Linked DNA regions of Mus musculus: regions 1, 2, 3, 4, 5 and 6 are each linked to region 7. A link is a contact called in public HiCAR-type, HiChIP or PLAC-seq and promoter capture Hi-C data. All regions are on one chromosome and are shown on one strand. The core of a region is the stretch at or near the end of the contact, and the rest is flanking DNA. Distances in the headings are between cores, read along the strand shown.

Region 1 (2,954 bases), core at 404-2,903, 1.6 Mb after region 7:
TCCTCATGGCGACCGGTAGATAGCAGGGTCAACTCAGACACATAATACTCAATGTGTTATCAGGATCCATTTCTGGTCCTGGGGTTTTGAGGAAAATGAACCGAAAGGACTCACTACTCAACAAGACTTTTATGTTCACACACAGTCTGCTGTTTTAGAATCTGCTTTTCTCTACAAGTCTCCCCACCTCCAAACTAGCAACTCCAGCAACTGCTGCAATCACATGCCTGCAACCCAGCCACTTGGGAAGCCGAGTCTGAGGCTAGCCTAGGCTATTACAATAAGATGCCATTTCAATACACAAACATGAAAATAAAGGACCTTGTTGAGAATCGTCCACCATACTTTGTAGCACACCTCTGTTTAAAACAATCTCCCCCAAAGCTGCTTCGTATTCAAGACACAAACTGTCACAGAAGATTCGACTGTTCAACAATTCTCATTCTATCGTGTGATGGAGAAAGGTTGAGGGGAAAGCACAAATCACAGGATGCCAGGAGAACATCCAGACTAGCAATCCCTCCACCTTACTTCCCCAGACATCCAGAACAGAGCCCCAGATAGATATTCAACATGTCTGGGAGGGAGAGATGGGTCACTATCGCCTGCAGTGACTTACTCTCCATCTGTCCACAGGAACATGTGTGTCCACGCCAGACAAAAACCTGCAGTGGTGAAAACTGATCCTTCGGCAACAGGAAAAGCTCATGCTATCACGACTAATGTAGAACAGACTGGTGTTACAAACTCATTATCTAACTGTCTCCGCTTTCCGAGTGCTAGGATTGACAGCCCAGAGTAACCTATCACCAAGAAAACCACTTATCCATTAAGAACTCAAGAGAGAAACGAGAACTTTCTATTGTCAAAGCCAGAACTCTCGCCATCATCCACCATACAGTGGGCTCATCAGAAAAAAACGCGGGAAATAGGTGAGATGGATACATTTGTCAGGCCAGCCGTGGTGGCGCACGCCTTTAATCCCCGTACTCTGGAGGTAAAGGCTGGTGGATCTCGGCCAGCTAGGATCACGTGACAAGACGCTCTCAAAATCCAAACCTAAACCAACCCCTCTCAATTCCAATCACCTACCCCGCTAATAGCCGGGCTAGTAAAGTCGCTCTCACTACAGAGCAGGGACTCCCAGGTCCCCAGAGCCTCTACTCCTACAAGCCTTGGGTCCCGCCCCTCCCGGAAGCGCGGCGAGCGCCAGCCTGTGCACGCGAGCGCCGCACACCACGGAGCCGGAGATCCTCATTTACCCGGGGGGAAGCTGGGTTGGGGACCAAGGTATCGTTGACAGGGAGTGACAGTGGGTGACGGCGGCAACAGGGAAGGCTTGGGGTGGAGACAGGGGCCCTTTCATCTGCGACCCAAGTCGGATCCCCTAAAGCAATGCTCGGAGATCCAAGCCCCAACTCTGGGTCAGGGTCTGGAGGGCCGCACCGGCCGCTCTGAGGCGGCAAGCTTGTAGGCCGGCCGGTGAGCCGAGCTCACGGCCACATCCCCCGGCCCCGAGCGGCCGCGGTCCCCGCCCGCCGCGCCTAGAGCCCCCGACTCCTGCCCGCACCGTGGTCCTTACCTGGCTTCATTACTGCGTTCTGGTCGCGCGATTCAGGCAACCTGCGGCGTCCCCGACTCCACGAGTCTCAGGCTTTCGCACGTGGAAAGGAGCGCCTGCGCGCGGTGACGCACGGCGAGTGACGGAAGCGCGTAACCACGCCCCTTAGACGCGCGTCCCGTCTCCCGGAAGTCGGAGTCGGCCCCTTGGGTGGGAGTTCTGAATCCTTTTCCGGCTCTGTCGTGTCTCTACGCTCCTCACTTTTTCCTAGAGTGGCAAATTTTATCACAAGTGCGCTGCGACTTTTCCTCTCACTTATGCTAGCACTCCAGGAATCAGGGGTTATACCGATTTTTAAAAATTTATTATTTTTCAAAGACTTTAAATTTTTAAAATTTTATCCTTAGAAGTGTTTAGCTTGCATATTCGTCTGTCTGTGCACCACGCATACGCCATGGAAGTCAGGAGAAGGCGTCAGATCCCCTGGAACTAGAGTTACCGGCAATTAATTGTGAGCCGCCAAATAGGTGCTGAGACCCGAACCTGAGTCTTCATCAAGAGCATTATGTTCTCTTCACAGCTGAGCTATCTCTCCAGCACAGCCTTATGTTTCTGTTTGTTGTTGAGGTTTGTATTTTATGACAGGGTTTTGCAGTGGGGTCCAGGCTGAGCTGGAACTCGGGATCTCCTATGGTACACTTCGCTTTTCTATTTCTCCTTCCTTTTCCTTTTCCGCTCAAAGAGCTCCCTCCTTTACAGCGAAGAACAGGCATCTCACTGCTTCTGCTCTCTACCCCTGGCCTCTTACTGGAAATCTTCACTCACCCAAATGTTGTCGCAGCTGCTCCCAGGCCACTGCTGGTTTGCAGTTGTTTCTGCCTCTGTTCCTCCTCTTCAGGTCATGAATTCAGCCCACCCTACTGATAAAGATCACATCAGTCGAGCAACAACTGTTGCAGAAGGCCCAGTGTTAATGTTGCACCACCAGGAGGCAGCACAGGAGCGACCGGTCTCCAGAAGAAGCGTCCTAATAGCCAGAACTTACAGCCTTCCGTGCAACTGAAAGATCATTTGCACTAACCGCTGACTTTTTGTTGGGTTACCAGGGGAAATGGTTTCCCTCTGGCCTTGGTGAAGTGGCTGCCAAGGATTATAGAGGCTTCTGATGGCAAAAAGTCCATGTTAAACTCTTGGGGATAGTCAGGGCCAGGATAGTGCCTCCTAGAGCAGGAGTTGTCTTTTAGCATTAAGTGGTGGTCCATGCAGTATAGCTTCCTGGAGGTGTCTGTGGAGCATTCAAGAGCTGCCAGGCTGCCATGACAGTAGACCAGCTGGCTGCCAAGAGGGGTTTGCTTGGATGGTAGTCATTCAAGGCAGCCAAGTGCCAGGGAAG
Region 2 (3,003 bases), core at 248-2,747, 1.8 Mb after region 7:
CAAAACAGGAAGCTTTGCAGAAACAGTCACCTAGATATAGCTGGGGACTCCTGGTCTAGTATTAGCCTATGGGATATCTTAAAAATAGATACAGTCTTTAAGTTTCAAAAGTGCAGTAGAAACAAGTGCTGTCACCGGAGTTTTTTGTCTTAGCCATTCTGATTGTTGTAAGGTAGAATCTCAGGTCATTTTGATTTGCATTTCCCTGATCACTAAGGACTTTGAACATTTCTTTAAGTGCTTCTCCATCATTTGGGATTCCTCTGTTGTGAATTCTCTGTTTAGCTCTATACCTTATTTTGTGGTTGGGTTGTTTGGATTTTTGAAGCTTAGCTTCTTGAGTTCTTTATATATTTTGGATATTAACCCTCTATAGGATGTGGGGTTAGTGAAGTTTTGTCCCACTCTATAGGTTGCTGATTTGTCCTGACTACGTCCTTTGCCTTACAGAAGCTTTCCAGTTTTATGAGGTCCCATTTATCAATTCTGGATCTTAGAGCCTGAGCTCTAAGACATTGTTGGTGGGATTGCCAACTGATACAACTACTCTGGAAATCAATCTCGAGGATCCTCAGAAGTTTGGAAATAGATCAACCACAAAGACCCAGCTATACCACTCTTGGAATATACCCAAAAGATGCCCCACCATACCACAAATCCACTGTGTTCATAGAGGTCTTATCTGTGAAAGCCAGAAGCTGGAAACAACCCAGATGTCCCCCAATGGAAAAATGGATACAGAAAATGTGGGTCATTTACATAATGGGATAGTATTTAGCTATTAAGAATGAGGACATCATGAGTTTTGCAGGCAAATGGGTGCAACTAGAAAATATCCTGAGTGAGGTAACTCAGACACAAAAAGAGTAAAAGGCATGTGCCACCATAATCTGAGTGTATTTTAGTTCTTAGACAGGGTTTCACTGGGTAGTCCTCGGTGGTCTCTTCTCACAGACATGCAGCTGGCTGTACCTCCCCATCGCTGGGATAAAAGCCATTGCTACCACGCCCAGCCATGTTTACTATCACTTGATGTCTTGGCCTCTTTATTATCACTGGCAATGTTCTTTGCCCCCAAATCTGCCTCCATTTTATAATCGACTTGAGTTTTCTTTTGATTATGTAAAGATGGTCACTTTGAATCTGCTAGAGTATTTATCTTTAACATATTTTCTGAAGTTAACAGATAGCTGGGTCTGACCTCTTTTCAAATCTAATGTGACAAACCTGTACTTTAGCTTTTAGACCGATTACAGTACTTTCAATGCGACTAGTTTTATTATGAGGATCGTCTAGCCTGTCTAACAGACACAGTACGGTTGTTGCATAGCATGTGGTCCTCAGTCACATTTTCTATCTAGAGCATCCCTGCCTTTTTAAGGGCGAGAAAATCAGTTCCCCGCAGAACCGGAAGTAACTTTTACTCAAAGGAGGGCGCCTCCCCTTTAAGCGCGCACCCCCGTGGGAACTCCCACAAACCACTGGGCTCCGCTCGCAGATCTGGCATCCCCGCCCCCAAGAGCCGGGCTTCACGGGGGCTTTGCTGGTGATAACTGCATTTTTTAGGGTCACCACGCCGAAACTAGCGCATAGGCTTTTGGTGTTCTGGTGCCGCTAATGCGGAAGGTCCGATCTTTGTGGTCGGCGGAAGAAATTTCAGGTTGGCTTCGGTCTCCATGGAGTAAGGCCTGAGGCAGCCGGCTGGGAGTGGGCGTGTGCGGACGGTCGTATAGGGTCGCTGTTTGTTGATGTGATAGTGTGTGTGTGTGTGTGTGTCCACACCTTGATCTCTCTGCATTATCTGGGGCTCTGTGCGCGTCGCTTTCTGCTCCAACTTTCCCTCGCGACCACAGGAACCAAAGCAGAGGACTAAGTTTCAGTAAGGAGAGGTCAGGCTAGGTACAGACTTGAGCTTGGGAGGAGCATTTGGGGCTGAAAGTGCCACCGAGGGTGACCTAGGAGGGTGGTTACTTGTTGAATTCCATGACTTTCTCAGAGCCCTAGCTGTGTGAGTGTTGAGGGAACTGAAGGAAAGTGCTCAGTGCGGATGCTGCCAGAGCATGATGGGGATCTCATCCTTGCGCAGGCTCCCCGCGAAGGCCATCAGTCAAAAGGAGGGCTTGAGAAGGATGGGATCATTATTGCTGCCCATCTAAGAGTCAAGGATGAGTGTACTCTTCTTTTCTGTTTGAGAAATGAGTTTTCAATTTTATAATATGGAATTGTCAGTAAATGCAGGTAGGTGAACGTACACATTCATACCTCCACCGCTGTGGCCCTTACGTTGTCCCTGCCCTTAGGTCCTGGTGTTCACATGACCATTTCAATTACCCTTGACTTTTTCTCCCTAAATCACTTCCTTTCCCCACATTATAGACAGTGCTCATCTTGGGTTCATTGTCTGCAGGGTATGGCAGGACAAGGGAGTGTTAGAAAGAATGCAAATACTGGTTGTATATTTAAGGAAATGACTCATAAGCTCTAGTCTGTACAGTGTACATTTTAATCTCAGCATTTTGGGAGGCAGAAGCAGGAGGATCATTGTAAATTAAGGATCAGTTTGATCCACATAGCAAGTTCCAGGAGGGGTGTGCTACAAAATGAGAACCTGTTTCAAAACAAGGAGAAAACGAAATGAAGGTAATAATGAAGAGCAGAATTTTAAAATTTGTATTGTGTTCAGTGTGATAATTTTACAGAGCACAAGGTGGTCCTCACAGAGCCCAAGGCAGGACAGTTGTGTCAGCCCTGCGGAGGTTGAGAAACTCAGTTCTAGGATCAAAAGACCTAGGACACCCAGAACAAACTTAGCATTATTTTGTTCAAAATCTCCCATAATATGGAAAGAGGGAAACATATACTCACCTCCTGTGACAGGATGTTTTACAGCTAATTATCTTCATAAAGGATCATGGCTTGAGACAACATAAGTGTTATCATAGATGAGGGAAGGTTCTCAGGAGAGTGGTCCATGGTGCACAGTCCCATTCACTAACAGTGGGC
Region 3 (3,254 bases), core at 507-3,006, 1.8 Mb after region 7:
ACATTGCCTCCAAGAATGAATAACAAAAAGACATCAGTCTATACTTGAAGAGAAACTTAACCAACAGATGTGCTCACAGAAATCATTTTTTTTGTGTGTAGAGTAAAAAATGGGCCTTGTACACAAGTATGGTCTTCGAAGGAGACTAGGGACCATTTCTGCTACATGTGTGTAAATGAAAGCAGTAATTTCAAAGCGTCTGGATTTCATTACATTTTAACTGTCTCCATTTTGATATGTTTTCTAATTCAATTATGCCCTATTGCTTTTCTGTCTGTTCTATTCATTATTGAGGTTGAAAATTATTGAGGTGATGGTGGATTTGGATGTCATTCTTTTTTTTTCTTTTCTTTCTTTCTTTCTTTTTTTTTTTTTTTTAAAGATTTATTATTATTGTATGTAACTACACTGTAGATGTCTTCAGACACACCATAAGAGGGCGTCAGATCTCATTAGGGATGGTTGTGAGCTACAATGTGGTTGCTGGGATTTGAACTCAGGACCTTCAGAAGAGCAGTCAGTGCTGTTAACCACTGAGCCATCCCTCCAGCCCTCACAATTTGATCTCCCCCCACCCCCACCCCCTGCTTCTTTTCTTATTTATTAGATATTTTCTTTATTTACATTTCAAATGCTATCCTGAAAGTTCCCTATACCCTCCCCCCTGCCCTGCTCCCCTACCCACTCACTCCCACTTCTTGGCCCTGGCGTTCCCCTGTACTGGGGCATATAAACTTTGCAAGACCAAGGGGTCTCTCTTCCCAATGACGGCCAACTAGGCCATTTTCTGGCTGTCATTCTTATTACTACCTTATTACTTACCAGGCTTTCCCCCTGCTTCGTGCCTGAAGCTGCGCTATTAGTACTTTTAGTTTATTTTAGTTTTTAGGGAGGGTTTCACTCTATACTTGTAGCTGGCTTCAGTCTCACACACATGCAGTGAGCTGTGCCTCCCCTTTGCTGGGATAAAAGGCATGTCTTACCACGCGCAGCCATGTTTATTATACTTGATGACTTGGCCTCTTTATTTACACTGGCAATGTTGTGTCCCCAGTCTGTCTCGATTATCAAATCAACCTGAGTCTTCATTACGGTCACTCGTAATCTTCTAGAGTACTGAACTTTAACATATTTTCTGTAGTTGATACTCGGTTGAGTCTGACTTGTTTTCAAATCCTCCTTGTTTTCATCCTTCAACGTGAGGTAAATTACTGTCTAACGGACACGACTCAGTTGAAACTTTCTGATGTGTTCCTCACTCACCGTTTTCTATCTAGGTAACAGGGACCCTGAACTCAGGGAGGGTCCAGAACACCTGGCTGTCTGAAATCGCTGATGTAAACTATCCACGTTTAACACCAACAATTCTTTAGTTTAGTCTTTCCAAATTTACCATAGTCCCTACCAGGTCACAGCGAGGTGGAATCCCACTCAGTGGGACTCAAGTCACTTATATCCCATTCTGATCTTACTTCCTGTTCTGCTTGTCAGTCCGCTCCAGGGAAGAGAAAAATCAGTGGCGCGCAGAAGCGGAAGTACCTTTTGAGCACCACACGGGAGCTTTTAAAGGCTGTGCCTTTTTGGAAAAACCCCTGACACCACCAGGCGCAGCTCCCAGGTGGGCTGGTCCCAGTAGCAAGCTCGGATCGCCCTGAACCTCTGAGCTCTGGGCTTCCCGGAGTTCCGCCGCAAGGACTACATTTCCCAGGGTCCACCGCACCGGAAGTAACGGATCGAATTCCGGTGTCGTGTATCGCTCCCTTGAAAAGTCAGGTTTTTCTCGTAGGTGGAAGAAATCGCTCTATGGCCTACGTCCTCACAGAGTAAGATCGGAGCCAGCATGCTGGGTGTGGGTGTGGGATGGATGTTGATATTTGTGTGAGTGTGTAGGGGCGGTGATGTGTGTGTCTGTTTCTCTGTATGTATACGCACCTTGAGCACTCTGCATCTCCTGTGTCACTATGCTTGTAGCTTTCTGCTCCTGCTTTCTCTTGCAGGCACAGGGGCTGAAGCAAGGAAAGATCAGGTGCAGAGTCTGAAGGGAAGCTTCCTTTGAGGTACATGAGTAGCTGAGGCCGGAAGTGCCTCCGAGGGGCCCCTAGGGGGATAAGATCCCTAGGTTTCCCTGAGCTGTAGCAATGCGAGTGTTGCGGGAAGGGAGGGAAAGTGCTCATTGAGGATGCTCTCAGATCTAGTTTGGGATCTCAGGCTTCCTTGGGCTCCCCACAGGCTCCCCATTTCGGCCATTATTCCAAAGGAGGGCTAGAGAAGCATGAGATCTTTATTGCTACTCAGCTAAGACTCAAGGGCGAAGTTTGTGCTTTCTCTCCGTGTGAGAAACGAGGCTTTAGGTTTAGACTATAGAATTGTCAGTAAATGAAGGAGTAACAGACAAACTGATAGCTCCAACTTTGTGGCTCTTACATTGTTCGTTCTCCTCCCAATTAGTATTCTCACTATTGTTTCAGTGATCCTTGATATCTCTCAATAATCAGACCTTTCCCCTAGACTTTATAGATAAGAATCTCCAGAGGTTAACCTTAGGAATCTCAAACTCAAACCAATTCCTATCCATGGCATCACATAGCAGATGGACTTTGATCTTTATAGACCTTCCTTTCAAAGCAGGGGGACTTCAGGGGTGCTGGTGCTGCTTGTATTTAATGCTAAATACTGGCTCCCAAGATCTGGTGTCCCCCCCCCCCCACCCTTCGCCATGAGCAGATCCTCACATACTCCAAGTGATGCTATGTGAACTTTGCTCCCCAGCTTAAAACCTGAGTTTAAATAAAACTAGCCACAGCCAGTTCCTGAGAGGAATAGAGAGAGGTAGAGTTTGAGTAACTGAGCTGTGGGTCTCAAGTAGGCACCACCAGGGGAGGAGAGAGAACAGAGGCAGAGCACAGGGGAGGAAAAGACTAGAGAACAGGAGGTCTCCAAGAGCTGGACCAACCGTTCCTGACAGAGTGATATGCCTCCCGGGGACACCAGACGGCTGGAGCAGAAGTAGCCCTGGAAGTTTGAAACAGCAAGGATTTGGGAAGTGCAGTCGAGCCAGTCGCCAGACTGTCATTTAGAGATATAGATTAGGGTCATCCCGCAGTAATTGCACAGAACCTAATAAATAAATATGGTAGTTTGAGTCTCATTCACTTAAGGTTAGATGGGATGTGTTTAATAGGTGTTCTGTACAGGGGAAAATGTAGGTGGTAGACGATTTCTGTTCACTCTTGAGAACTTTGGGAGTGGAAAAG
Region 4 (2,966 bases), core at 254-2,753, 1.7 Mb after region 7:
GCGGGACACCTTAAAACCAAAGAAAAACACAGCCTCCTAATAGCTGGAGAGCTGCCTCTCTCAACTATTTGTATTGCCTGCCAACAAACTTCACCTTTACTTTGTGGTCACTGTTTTTCTGTCTTTTAATTCTTCAACTGATGGAGGGAAGGAACCCACCTGCTAGCCAGTGTGAGAGCTACTGTAGATTCTCCATACCATACAGAACAGATAGGACGTTCAATTTGTGCAGCATTATGTAGCTAGAAAATAATGATTTGTGCCTGCTACCTATCTGTGCCCCAATAAAAAGTTTACTTAACAAAAACTATAGCTGTTATGAAGTGTGGTAGTGTATATCCCTGGTACAAGGAATACAGATCTAGGTTCTAACCCTGCTTTACCAGTTGCTCAAGTGACTTCAGTGCTTGGCACCAGCTTCCTTCTTTGTAGAAGAGAATATAATACATACTAAGGATTTTAGCTGGGCTTGCTTAGCATATCAAAGTTCCTGAGCCATAACAACAATCAAAACTCAACAGGAGGCTGAAAAGATGGCGCACACAGTCTGTAACTCCAGTGCCACAGATTCCTATGCCCTTTTCTGGCTTCTGCATGTACTGAATCCAGGTGCACAAATTCGCACTCCGATATACACATGTACACGTAACTAAATATAAAATCCTTTCAAAACGTTTAATTATGTGTAAGTGTGTTTCTGCTAGCGGGGACGTGTGCTTGAGTGCAGGTGCCTGCAGAAACCGAAGGAGTTGCCTACAGATGCTAGTGAGCTGCCCCACCTGGGTGCTGGGAACCGAACTCGGGTCCTGTAGAAGAGCCACAAGTGTTCTTCAGCACTGGGCCATCTTGACAGCCCCTAAAAATAATGTGAAGAGGACAGAGAAGAAAAGATTCGACAGGACTCCGCAAAGATCTGCATTCGCAGCTGCCTCGGTTTCTCCAGCTTTGGTACGATCTGATTGGCTCCTCGCCGTTCTGTGACCTCTGCTTCTCTCTTCAGGTGGCGGCCAGAGAAGGTCAAGAGATTCTTCTGTGGAACTAAAGGCTTCTTTAGTGCCTCTCGTTTCTTATACTTAGTTATGTCTGCGAATTCCTTCTAACAAAGCTCTGGAGTTTTTAACAAGTTAGGACAGGACTTGATTAATCTTCATATTCTCAGTTCGGGGCTGGCTTTGTAAAGACAAGAAAGTAAAAAAGTGGATAATATTAAAATCAATCAATCAATCCTCTGGAGACTTTTCTTCAAGAGCAACTCGGCCGCGCCATCTACTGGAGAAACCTTCACAACGCGCGACGGGCCGCGAAGCAGGATGGCGCCAGAACAAGAGTTACTGCGCACGCGCAACATCCTTGCGGGTCCGCGCGCGCGCGCCTGGAGCGCAGAGCGCAGGAACCCATCTTGGGGGCGGAGCCCAGGGCTAAGAGTTTCCCGCCCTTCCTGTTATCCGGCCCGTCAGGTCAACCCGCAGCGGTACCTTAAAAACTACGTTTCCCAAGATGCTCTATGTGAAGGACTTCCGTTGGCGTCAGCGGAAGCCGTGACTGGCCGGGCTGCACTGAGGCCGGCTTGGTCACTATGGAGGAGATAGGCATTTTGGTGGAAAAGATTCAGGTGCAGTGGGGATCTGGGTTTCTTAGCGGGAGCTGGACATGAGTGGGGTGCTGAGGGGTTCTCAGGATCCCAGCTCTGGGCTGGGTGGTTTCAGAGGCCTCGGTGTCGAGCTTTGGGTGGTCCCGGGGCCTGGCGGGGTAGTCATGTTGTCAGGAGGGCGGCAAAGCTCAGAAAAGCAGAGCGGGAGGAAAGTGGCGTTGAACTTAAAGACTTTTCAGACAGAACGGTTGCGAGGCCTGGAGAGCTGTGCTTACTAGCTTTTCGGTTTGGGGTCTGGACCAGGTGGAGGATGATGTATGGGGGCCCCGTGGCCTAGGTATGTTCGTGGCCAAGGGACCAGTGGACTCACTGTGCTTGGGACGTGAACGGTGAGGCGTTAAGTATTGGTTGTGGTTTGGCTGAGTGACCTTTGGCTTTAACGTGAGTTGGGAATCTGACATGAAAGCTTTTGGGGGGGGGAGGGGAAGAACTGGGTAATGAGACTCTGAATGTGACTCTGACTTTAAAATCCATGGGACTTTTAGAACCTCTTGAGGGGACTGGGATGCTAAGGTTCGGTATGGAGCTGCTGCAAAACTTTCATGATGAGTTTTGTTTAAGGGGCCTACTATTAGCAATCTACATAGGGGACTGAGCAGCTCCTGTATCTATTGAGAGATAGTGAATGATGTCAGGTACTGGAGACATAGGTGACTTGGTGGCGAAATAGGAAGAACGCTTTCGCTGATTTCACGAGATGATTCTCTGCTTCCAACACCAAGTTGTCTTTACCGTCTACAGGATGAGATTCCAGCACTGTCCGTGTCTCGGCCGCAGACCGGCCTGTCCTTTCTGGGACCCGAACCTGAAGACCTGGAGGACCTGTACAGCCGCTACAAGGTGTGTTCAACCCTAAGCTGGCTCCTGCATACCTCCCATCCCCCATCACATACGCCCCCCCCCCCACCTCCCACTGTGGTACGGCAAGGCTGCAGCCAACCCTTTGCCCTCCCTGTGCGTGCAGAAGCTGCAGCAGGAGCTGGAGTTCCTGGAAGTGCAGGAGGAGTATATCAAGGACGAGCAGAAGAACCTGAAGAAGGAATTCCTCCACGCCCAGGAGGAGGTGAAGCGGATCCAGAGCATCCCCTTGGTCATCGGTCAGTTCTTGGAAGCTGTGGATCAGAACACAGCCATCGTGGGCTCCACCACAGGTGAGTGGTGAGGCAGGCTGGGAGCAAGGCAGGGTGATAGAATGGCCAGAGTACTGACCGATCCAGAAGTGGATACATACTTTATTTTCTGAATGTCTCTTTCTGCCTCTCAATTCACGTGTGTGCGTGTAGTTTCACCATCCAAGTGTGATGGTGTACGCCTT
Region 5 (3,335 bases), core at 727-3,226, 1.9 Mb after region 7:
AACCTTGTCTTTTATTTTACACATCAATCCAGTCATTTACTCCAGGTTCCCTTTGGACTAGCCAATGAATCAGCATCAAGTGGAACCCACCCCCCCAACCCTGCCCCTTAATTCTTAGGAGACTGCAAACACAAACAACCTTCTTTTTAGAGTTGCAAAAGAATTCAGAGATCTGCCTGCCGCAGTTACACAAAAGATAAACTAACAGGGTGGGACCCTGTACGGAAATTACCATTTATACCACTCGTGGGCCTAAATTAAAGAGTCCCCGGCTGACCTTGAGCTCAGGAATCCATCTGCCCTTTAATGCACAAACAAAAACCATAGCGGGGTGGGATCTCCTACAATTGCCACTCCCTAATCCCCGTTACCTCCTCCCTTAGTGGTTTCCTGACAAGTTGGCTCCTACTGTAGCTGCCTTGGCTCTTCCTGAAGCCCCCTCATATAATTCATACCGCATCCTCATTATTTGAGAAATTATTTGTTTTTGAATCCATGTTTTTAGAGTTCTTTCCCACAGCCTTAAGTGCTGTTCTGAAGGTCCCATTTTGTGGAGACATTAGCCACACCTTGACTCATGCTGTCTTTGATTATCACGGAGACATTATCATTAAGAGGGGGGGACTTTCCTTAAAAGAGGGAATGTACATGATTATACAAACCAGCCTTAGGTCCGGAGCAGCCATCCACGCTTGTGGCCCACATCCCCTGGCCCTGTCCCAGCGGCAATAACCAGGTAAGGAACCCAAAATGACCTCACAGAGCAACAACTAAAGCACACCAGGCCCTTAGGATATGGCGGCACTGCGCTAACAGACTTCACCACAGGCATCCTAAGGTTCCTGACAGGCCTGGAGAGCCTGAGGGGACAGAACCAAGACTCCAACGGGATACCACAGATCCACATCCCTATATTTAAACATGGCATTGCTCATCTGCATCTGGCCAACATTACCCATTTTACACACACACACACACACACACACACACACACACACACAAAATACCTAGTCCTCAAGGATGCCAAATTCAGTGCTATTACTTTCCCACTCCCCAAATCCTCCCTGGTGACCAGACCATCTATCGCCTACATTCTTCCCTTGCTTCGAATGAAGGCCTGTAAAGATCAAAGGCCATCTGAGGTGTGACACCATCAAGATACAAATTGATTTAGTTGAGAGCCCTAACGCTACCCTCTAGAAATTCCTAGTTACAACATCTCAGGAAAAGGTAGAGATTGTGGGAGAAGACGCCACGGATCATTGAAACTAAGTGGAAAGGGCAGGGACAATGTAAGGGACACAATGGTGGAGGTATCAATTCGCCTGTTCCTCCTTCCCTCACTTCCATTCCATATTCTAAAACTAAAACCTCATTTTTCAAACAGAAACAGAAAACTCATTCTTGAATCCACATCCCTCTCCAGCCCTCCTTTGGAATGGCCACCTAGGGAAGCCTGAGTAAGCATGAGATCGCAGACCATATCTGAGAGCATGCTCAATGGCTGCAGCTCTGAGAAAGTCAGGGGACTCAACAAGTACCCTCCCTCCAAGACGACACCCCCGTCCTTAAATTATAGCCCTAAGCTCAAGTCTGAGCCTCGGGGAAAGCTTCCCTTCAGACCCCGCACCTGACCTCCCCTTACTGAAGCTTGGTCCTCTGCTTTAGTCCCTGTGTCCCTGAGAGAAAGCAGGAGCAGACAGCGACAAGCACAGAGACACAGATTATGCAGAGAGCTCAAGGTGTGTATACAGTTAGACTCAAAGACACACACACACACACACACACACACCATACAGCCACCCCACCGCCTGTACACACCCCTCCCAGCCCGCTGGCTCCGGTCTTACTCTGGGGAGACATAAACCAAAAGCCTATGCGCTACTTCCGGCGCGGTGGTCCCGGAAAACACAGTTGTCACAAGCAAAGCCCTGGAGAAGCCTGGAGCGTCCCGGAGATCCCGGCGTGCAACTCGGGCCAGCCCATCAGAAAACCGAGTCCAGTGGCTTGTGGGAGTGCCCACGTGGGTGCGCGCTTAAAGGGGAGGCGCCCTCCTTTGAGCAAAAGGTACTTCCGGTTCTCCGCGTAACTGATTTTCTTTCTCCTGTAGAGAAGACGGAGGAGTCTGAATTCCCTGCTTTAGATAGAAAATGTGACTGAGGACCGTATCGCTATGTACCAACAGAACTGTGTCCGTTAGGCAGGCTAGACGAGCCTCTTAATAAAACTAATCGCATTAAAAGTACTGTAAATCGTCTAAACGCCAAAATTTGCCACATTTAGATTTGAAAAGTCAGACCCAGCTATGTGTTAACTACAGAAAATATATTAAAGATAAATACTCTAGCAGATTCAAAGTAACCATCTTCGCATGATCAAAAGAAAACTCAGGTCGATTATAAAATGGAGGTAGATTAATAAAGAGGCCAAGTCATCAAGTGACAGTAAACATGGGCGTGGTAGCAATGGCTTTTATCCCAGCGATGGGGAGGCACAGCCAGCTGCATGTCTGTGAGAAGAGACCACCGAGGACTACCCAGTGAAACCCTGTCTAAGAACTAAAATACACTCAGATTATGGTGGCACATGCCTTTAGTCACCGCCCTAAGGAGGCAGAGGAGGTGTCTGAAAAAAATTAATTAAAAATAAACTCAGAATACACTCCTACTGTCTTGAAAGGACTAAATAAACTAAAATTCAGAGGATACCCCAAATGTCTCAAACAAATAAGTACATAAATACATAAACAAAATTAACTCAGAGTATACTCAAATAGCACACCTTTAAACATGAAGAGGGGGGAAGTCCCGCTAGAACAATAGGGAATGATAGCAAAATCAATCAACACATTCAAATGTTGTCAATTTAAAAAACTGATAGAACAACACCCTCCAAGAGCAACAGAGCATAGCTGATTTGGACAGCATCTCAACTCTGAGTGAAGTCAATAAAAATGGAGACACTTAAGCTCTAATGACACGAGGGGATCTGGAAAGGGAACTGTTCCTGTACGCTCACCTGTGGGAGAAACGCTCATTACCTGAAGATGTTGCTGTGGAAAGCTTTCTCTTTTATCCTTTTTTCTTGGCGGGGCATCTATTACTTCATATATTTTGTATTGCACTTTTAAATATTAAAGACTCCATCTATTTTGAGTTATCCCACGAGCAGATTACTGAGGTAGGCAAGGAGTCTCCAGACAGACCCAAGTGACTGCTTCTGCAAAGCTTGGGTTTTGTTTCACCGGCTTTTGGATCATTTATAAAGATGCTTAGCCTTCTGTCATCCAATGTGTTCCGTCCTCCTTTCTCTCCACAGTGTGATTCTGGTCGGTC
Region 6 (3,030 bases), core at 371-2,870, 1.9 Mb after region 7:
TTTTTTTTTTTTTTTTGTAGAGACAGGGTTTCTCTGTGTAGCCCTGGCTGTCCTGGAACTCATTCTGTAAACCAGGCTGGCCTGGAACTCAGAAATTCACCTGCCTCTACCTCCCAAGTGCTAGGATCAAAGGTGTGCACCACCACTGCCCAGCAATCGCATTGTTTCTCACACTCCCTTGTCCTGCAGAACACTGAGGGGAATGAACCCAAGATGGCCTCACAGAGCAACAACTAAAGCACACCAGGCCCTTAGGATATGGCGGCATTGCACTAACAGGCTTCACCACAGGCATCCTAAGGTTCCTGACAGGCCTGGAGAGCCTGAGGGGACAGAACCAAGACTTCAACCTGATACCACAGATCCACACCCACTATCAGCCACGGACGGCATTGCTCATCTGGATCTGGCCAGTGTTACCCATTACACACACACACACACACACACACACACACACACACACTCAGAAAATCACTAGCTCTCAAAGATGCCAAATTCAGTGCTATCACTTTCCCAGCTGAAATGGTGAACAGACATAGTCAACCACCTGCAGTTTTCTGCTGCTTTGAGAGGCAGGCCTGTAAAGATAGGATGAGTGATGCCATTGAAATAGGCGCCAATTTAACAGATCGGGATGTAAAAGCCCTAACGCTAACCTCTGGAGACTCCTATCTATAATTTGTTCAGAAAAAGAAGTGATTGTAGAGAGACGATGTCAAGGGATGTCATTGGAAGGATAATGCGAATACTAAGTGGAAAGGGAAGGGACAATGTAAGGGACACAATGGTGGAGGTATCAATTTGCCTGTCCCTCCTTCAGTTACTGACAATTCCATATTCTAAAACTAAAACCTCATTTTCAAACAAAGCACAAGCTCATTCTTTAATCTTTGATGTGCAGCAATAAAGTCCTTATTCTACTTCAGCCCTCCTTTGTAATGGCTGAGGCACGGAGCCTGAATAAGCGCGAGATCCCAGACTATATCTGAGAGCATCCTCAGGGAGCACTTTCTGCTACTCTGTCAACACTCACGTGGCTAGGATAGGGCTCTGGGAAAGTCCTGGGGCTCAACAAGTAGCTGCCTGCTCTCTTAAGCAACCCTGGAGACTCTTCCGGCCTGAAATGCTCCTCCCATGCTCAACTCTGGGCCTCAGGGAAAGCTTCCCTTCAGTGCGGACTCTTCTCTCAGAAGCTTGGTCCTCTGCTTCAGCCCCTGTGGCCAGGGGAGAAAGTAGGAGCAGAGAGCAACAAGCCGGGTGACACTGGGTGACAGAGATAATGCAGAGAGCTCAAAGTGTGCACACTCGGACAGACAGACACACACACACACCACCACCACCACCACCACCACCACCACCTGCAGCAGCACCGTCCCCCCACACATAAATACACAACCACCCCACACCGCGGTCCACATCCACACCCAGCCGGCTGGTTCCCGCCTTACGTGGAGACCGAAGCCAACTAGAGATTTCTTCCTCCGACCAGAAAGATCGGACTTTCCGCATTAGCGGCACCAGGACACCCAGAGCCTATCCACTACTTCTTGCCATGGTGGCCCTGAAAACTACAGCCCTCGCTACCGGAGATCCGAGAAGCCCAGGGCTCCAGAGAGATCCCAGCATGCAACTTGGCCCAGCCCATTTGAGAGCTGCGTCCTGTGGCTTGTGAGAGTTCCCAGGGGGAGGGGGGTACTCCCCGACTTTAAAGGGGAGGCTCCCTCCTGTGATCAAAATAGTTCCGGGTTCTACTAGTAACTGATTTTCTCTCCTGTGGAGCTGACAGACAAACTGAAGTTTTAAAGTTCAAAAGAAGTAAGATCAAATCAGGCTGTAATTGGCTGTATCTTTGCTTGAGACTGAGTGGGATTCCACCTCGCTGTGCTCTGGTGGGGACTATGGTAAATTGGAAAAGACTGAACTAAAGAATTGTTGGGTTTGAACGTGGGTAGTTTAGCGATTTCAGAGAGAAACAGAAGTTCTAGACACTCCCAGGGTTCATTGTCGCTGTGTTGGAGTTCAGGAAGTCGCCACTCAAACCTTATATACATACACCAATCTCAGTTAAGCAAGACTAGTGTATTAAACACGTACCATAATACTGGAGTTCAGGACTGCAAAAAGGACTCGGGAGCCTAATTGTAGTACTGGTCTGCTCTCAGGGTAGGCTTTTTATATGAGAAACCAGGTTCAAACGTTTAAAGGGCAGGGAGGGGAGCTGTTGGCTTCCTAGGCAAAGTATATTTTTAGCAACCTTTAAGCTGATAGGACCTGAGTAAGGTGGGGGGTGGATGGGTGGTGAACTGGGGAATTTCAGAACAGTGAGATAACAGAACATGAGTATTAAAACTTTTTGGCTTATTAGCAGCATTCTTCAATGTCAGCCCCAAAAAAAAAAAAAAAAAAAAAAAAAAAAAAAAAAAAAAAAAAAACACTGAGCTCATATGCAGGTACAGGAAGAGCTGCCCAGTGGTCAGCTTTACTCAAGATATTTTAGACATAACAGTTGCTATTTACCTTTGATTCAATGGGTCCTACATACAGCTTTGTGAAATAAGATAAGCAAACCTCATACAGATCATTGAGAGCACACAGAACAAAACAGGGTATGTGGCCAGCGTGTCCCTGAGCTCAGTCACTTCTCTATGTCAGTGACTGGCAGGCATGTTACAGCAACACTGTGAAATAGCTGGCAGGCATAGAACAGAATGGCTGCAGCTATGCTGGGGAGCAGGGGAGTCAGACCATAGCATCTGTTATCTAGACGGGAGAATGTGAGTGAGAGCCAGATCGGTATGCATCAACAGAGCTGTGCCCATTAGGCAGTCACTTACATCATGTTGGACTGAGTGGATGAAGGACTAGCATGTCCAGGTAGCCTAAACAAAAACATACACGTGTTTTTAGAAAACCCTATTTATTGTAACGTGACACTATTGAACTTTCAAAACTACTTTTGTTGTCTCCTGTATTTACACGAATTTTCCAGAATGTGAGTAAACAAATGTTGACGAGACTAGACCACGCTAG
Region 7 (3,026 bases), core at 1-2,500:
GCTGCTATAACAAAATACCAGAGACTAGCTTATAAATAACAAACTTATTTCTCTGTTGTGGTGGCACTGACAAATTAGGTGTCTAGTGAAAACCGATTTCCCCGGTCCCCAGATGGAGTCTCTGGACTGCACTCTCACCTAGAGAAGGCAGGTAGCTCCAGGGAGCCAGGGCACTACTCCCATTTAATTACCTTCAAAAAGCCCCCACCTTCTAAACCCACCACACCGAGGACTAGTTTTGTAACTATAAACTGGACAGGGTGAAGATGGGGTACAACGGAGACTCCGTGTGCTCACTATGTCTGCTTCTTGACAGAAAAGCCTAGAGCTGAGGAAGTTGTCTTTTTAGAACCTGAAGTGGATCACCCAGAATCATGAACTTCAAATTCTGACTTCTCTAGTGGTAGTCAACAGAGGCTAAGATTTTCTAAGAGTTCCCTAAACAAGGCTAAATGGCTACTCGGAGGGTGTGACACAAAAGTAGGAACCCACAGTAATTACGTTTTTTCAAATACAATTTCTATACACTCATCCGTTTCTGAGACAGGATTTCACTATGTGGGTCCCGGTAGCCTGGAACTCACTATGTTCCCACGGCTGTCCTCAAAGTCACTGACTTCCAGCTTCCGCAGCTCGAGTGCTGAAATTATAGATGTGGGTCACCATATCTAACTCCTAACTACAGTTAAAAGTCATGCTGATTGGTAAACTGATCTATCTTGAACACAGAAATCCTTACCGTCTCTACTATTTAGCTTTCTCCCCCCTCCCCCCAAATTTTCAAATAAACTTGACATAAATGGTGTCCCGCACCTCCCGCCCCCGACTTTGCGTTGCAAGACTAGAGGATCTGGTAACCACCTACTACCCACGTTCTGCTGACTTCGCGCACTCTCTCTCTCTCACCCTCCTGTACAATCCACATCCTCCAAAAACCTTTTCGCCCATGCAGTCACACTCCCGCCGCCTTAGTCCCTCTTTAAGCCTCTAGCGCCATCCCGGAAACCGGGTGGGTCCCCTAGAGCCGGCCTGCAGCCAGCGACCAACAAATACAGGCCTTAAGGACTGTATTTACACAAAGCACTTAAAACCAAGGGCAGACTCACTTCAAAAGTATAAACTGCGATCTCACGGCTTCGAACTCGGACGACCAGCGAATACCGACCAGGACAGTACCGGGTTAGGTCGGGTAGGGCACTGAGATGATCCGGAACAACCTCTTTCCAGCCACTTCCGCCATGTGGCTGAGCATTTATAGTGGACTACATTTCCCAGAAGGCGGTGCTACTTCTAGAGTCTGCAGGAGAGTTTCAGTGTGCGAGAGAGGAAGTAGAGATCTGTTGAAACTAGAGAACGGACGATTAGTTTTCTAAAGGGGGAATTTCCCAAGGATCCAAGGCTTGAAGTCTCTGAAACTTAAGCAGTTTCGGCTCTGTGGTGGGGGTGGATCTTTACTCCAGCTACAGAAGCGAGGCAAGAACCCGAGCAAGTGATCCAGCTCAGGACTACATTTCCCAGAAGACATCACAGACCGCGTTCTCGGTAAAGAACTCATCCTGCTATTGACAGTCGGATATATGAGGGCTCTTAAGAGCTTCTCCAGTGTGGTGTTCCAAGCTCCCTGAAGGAATGAGACAAGGCTGTTAGGACTGGGAACGACTGGATAGGGCAAAGATCGCCCTATCTTTACTGGAATATTTAGTCTACTTACCACTCGATAGCCACAAATTTAAATGTGCTGCATTAGCCTGGGTTGAGCATTGCATGTTTGTAATCCCAGCACTCAGGAGGCAGAAGCAGGAGAATCAAGAGTTTTAATGCCCGCCTCGGTTACATAACAAGTTTGAAGCCATGGTTACCTAACGACCTGTGTCCATAAAGGAAAATAAACAGAGAGATGGTTCAGTTCTTAAGAGCATCGTCTGTTCTGTTCCAAGCACTTATGTTGGGCCAATCATGAACATTTATGTTGGATCAAATTTTATGGAATTCCATATGTATGTATGTATATGTATATATATATATATATATATATATATTCTCACTCATATAATGAGAATTCAATGTCGATCATACTGGCTTCAAACTCTGGCCCATGTCTCTGCCTTCTGTTTGCTATGATTAAAAGTATGCATCACTGTGCCTCAAGTCTTGGTGGATTTTGTTATTGTTGGTTGATTTTGTTGTTGTGGAAGCAGAGTTTTATTAGGAAGACTGTCTCCGGGGGGAAGAGAGAGAGAGAGAGAGAGAGAGAGAGAGAGAGAGAGAGAGAGAGAGAGAGAGAGAGAGAGAGAGAGAGAGAGAAGAGAATATCTCGCTCACAAGATCTAGGTTTACCGGCAGCCTGAAACCCAGATTCCGCTTTTTGGATTTCTAGGTTCCTGGTCTTTCCGGGACCTCCTGGGACCCTTTCTAGACAGAATTCCCAGAGGAATTCTCCGTGAATCGGCTTAGAGCAGATGTTGTGGCAGGGGTTACACGAAGGAGGATTTGGTGCCCTGGCTTGTTTTTCCCACAAGGCACTGCGGCTTGGACTCCTCGGTTTGAACTACATTTCCCAGAAAACAACGGGTGCAAGCAATTTACAGTTCAGCCCCAGTCCCCAAACACCCCGCAGGGTTCTCAGTGCTCGGCAAAATGAATTCAACCTAAATCCAAGGGCGGTGACAGGAGGAGGGCTCTAAACAAATGTTTCAAATTTGGAGTTCCTGATTTGGACATGGAGAAGCCGCCAGTTGTTACTGGAATGTAGGCCTGTGGGTTAGTGAAGAGCACAGGAGCACTTTGTGTGTCTGTGTGAAGGAATGTGCGGGAGCGCGTGCATGTGTGAAAGGAGGAGAAGGGGTTGGAAGAGAAAGACAGAGGAAAGAGGCAGAGACAACGGGTGGTGGGTAAGATGGGAAGGGCTGGGATGTTTCTTCTGAATTGGAAGCACAGTGAGAAGCTGTGACCAGTGGGTGACATTACAGGCCGTGAGGGACAAGTCTTTGCTTGGGCTGCTGTAGTTCTATGTGTCAGTGACCCAC

Evidence for each region. HiCAR-type assays count read pairs that join an accessible place to other places. HiChIP or PLAC-seq counts read pairs in DNA pulled down with a chosen protein or histone mark. Capture Hi-C pulls out chosen DNA fragments and counts their contacts.
Region 1: a contact with region 7 is called in an H3K27ac HiChIP or PLAC-seq map of thymic regulatory T cells, with 9 times the contacts expected there. The contact joins the promoter of Fbl here to the promoter of Zfp84 in region 7. A contact is called at or near these places in 4 of 39 promoter capture datasets (the C10 cell line, hippocampal neurons, liver and 1 more), 3 of 484 Hi-C or Micro-C datasets (CD8 T cells, muscle stem cells and regulatory T cells), 2 of 115 datasets of contacts at active chromatin or transcription factors (regulatory T cell precursor and thymic regulatory T cells) and 1 of 9 other capture datasets (adipose tissue).
Region 2: a contact with region 7 is called in a promoter capture Hi-C map of liver, with 5 times the contacts expected there. The contact joins the promoter of Zfp974 here to the promoter of Zfp84 in region 7. A contact is called at or near these places in 4 of 39 promoter capture datasets (the C10 cell line, hippocampal neurons, liver and 1 more) and 2 of 9 other capture datasets (adipose tissue and liver).
Region 3: a promoter capture Hi-C map of liver shows a contact between it and region 7, with 6 times the contacts expected there. The contact joins the promoter of Zfp780b here to the promoter of Zfp84 in region 7. A contact is called at or near these places in 6 of 39 promoter capture datasets (the C10 cell line, cranial neural crest, hippocampal neurons and 3 more), 1 of 484 Hi-C or Micro-C datasets (B cells), 2 of 115 datasets of contacts at active chromatin or transcription factors (astrocytes and bone marrow-derived macrophages) and 2 of 9 other capture datasets (adipose tissue and liver).
Region 4: a contact with region 7 is called in a promoter capture Hi-C map of adipose tissue, with 15 times the contacts expected there. The contact joins the promoter of Psmc4 here to the promoter of Zfp84 in region 7. A contact is called at or near these places in 8 of 39 promoter capture datasets (the C10 cell line, cranial neural crest, erythroid cells and 4 more), 5 of 484 Hi-C or Micro-C datasets (B cells, CD4 T cells, CD8 T cells and 2 more), 3 of 115 datasets of contacts at active chromatin or transcription factors (astrocytes, embryonic forebrain and large pre-B cells) and 2 of 9 other capture datasets (adipose tissue and liver).
Region 5: a contact with region 7 is called in a promoter capture Hi-C map of adipose tissue, with 6 times the contacts expected there. The contact joins the promoter of Zfp59 here to the promoter of Zfp84 in region 7. A contact is called at or near these places in 3 of 39 promoter capture datasets (the C10 cell line, cranial neural crest and hippocampal neurons), 1 of 115 datasets of contacts at active chromatin or transcription factors (astrocytes) and 2 of 9 other capture datasets (adipose tissue and liver).
Region 6: a HiCAR-type map of astrocytes shows a contact between it and region 7, with 5 times the contacts expected there. The contact joins the promoter of Zfp607a here to the promoter of Zfp84 in region 7. A contact is called at or near these places in 3 of 39 promoter capture datasets (hippocampal neurons and liver) and 1 of 115 datasets of contacts at active chromatin or transcription factors (astrocytes).

The regions. Positions count from the first base shown.
Region 1 is chr7:28,168,447-28,171,400 of GRCm38.p6, reverse strand. Fbl (fibrillarin) reads right to left here and starts at 1,653. Exons shown (of 9, transcript NM_007991.3): 1 at 1,583-1,653. The coding sequence starts at 1,592. It overlaps Gm31024 (a long non-coding RNA gene), which reads left to right and starts at 2,539. Exons shown (of 2, transcript XR_001778069.2): 1 at 2,539-2,954.
Region 2 is chr7:27,927,952-27,930,954 of GRCm38.p6, reverse strand. Zfp974 (zinc finger protein 974) reads left to right here and starts at 1,497. Exons shown (of 5, transcript NM_001374027.1): 1 at 1,497-1,660. It overlaps Gm26891 (a long non-coding RNA gene), which reads right to left. Exons shown (of 2, transcript XR_881914.3): 1 at 2,866-3,003; 2 at 2,481-2,608.
Region 3 is chr7:27,977,659-27,980,912 of GRCm38.p6, reverse strand. Zfp780b (zinc finger protein 780B) reads left to right here and starts at 1,756. Exons shown (of 6, transcript NM_001081021.1): 1 at 1,756-1,823.
Region 4 is chr7:28,048,629-28,051,594 of GRCm38.p6, reverse strand. It overlaps Psmc4 (proteasome (prosome, macropain) 26S subunit, ATPase, 4), which reads left to right and starts at 1,503. Exons shown (of 11, transcript NM_011874.2): 1 at 1,503-1,612; 2 at 2,393-2,491; 3 at 2,616-2,802. The coding sequence starts at 1,577.
Region 5 is chr7:27,837,225-27,840,559 of GRCm38.p6, reverse strand. It overlaps Zfp59 (zinc finger protein 59), which reads right to left and starts at 1,976. Exons shown (of 5, transcript NM_011762.3): 1 at 1,851-1,976.
Region 6 is chr7:27,859,175-27,862,204 of GRCm38.p6, reverse strand. Zfp607a (zinc finger protein 607A) reads right to left here and starts at 1,620. Exons shown (of 5, transcript NM_001024726.2): 1 at 1,449-1,620.
Region 7 is chr7:29,766,776-29,769,801 of GRCm38.p6, reverse strand. It overlaps Zfp84 (zinc finger protein 84), which reads right to left and starts at 1,250. Exons shown (of 5, transcript NM_023750.2): 1 at 1,107-1,250. It overlaps Gm38983 (a long non-coding RNA gene), which reads left to right and starts at 1,549. Exons shown (of 2, transcript XR_881933.3): 1 at 1,549-2,748.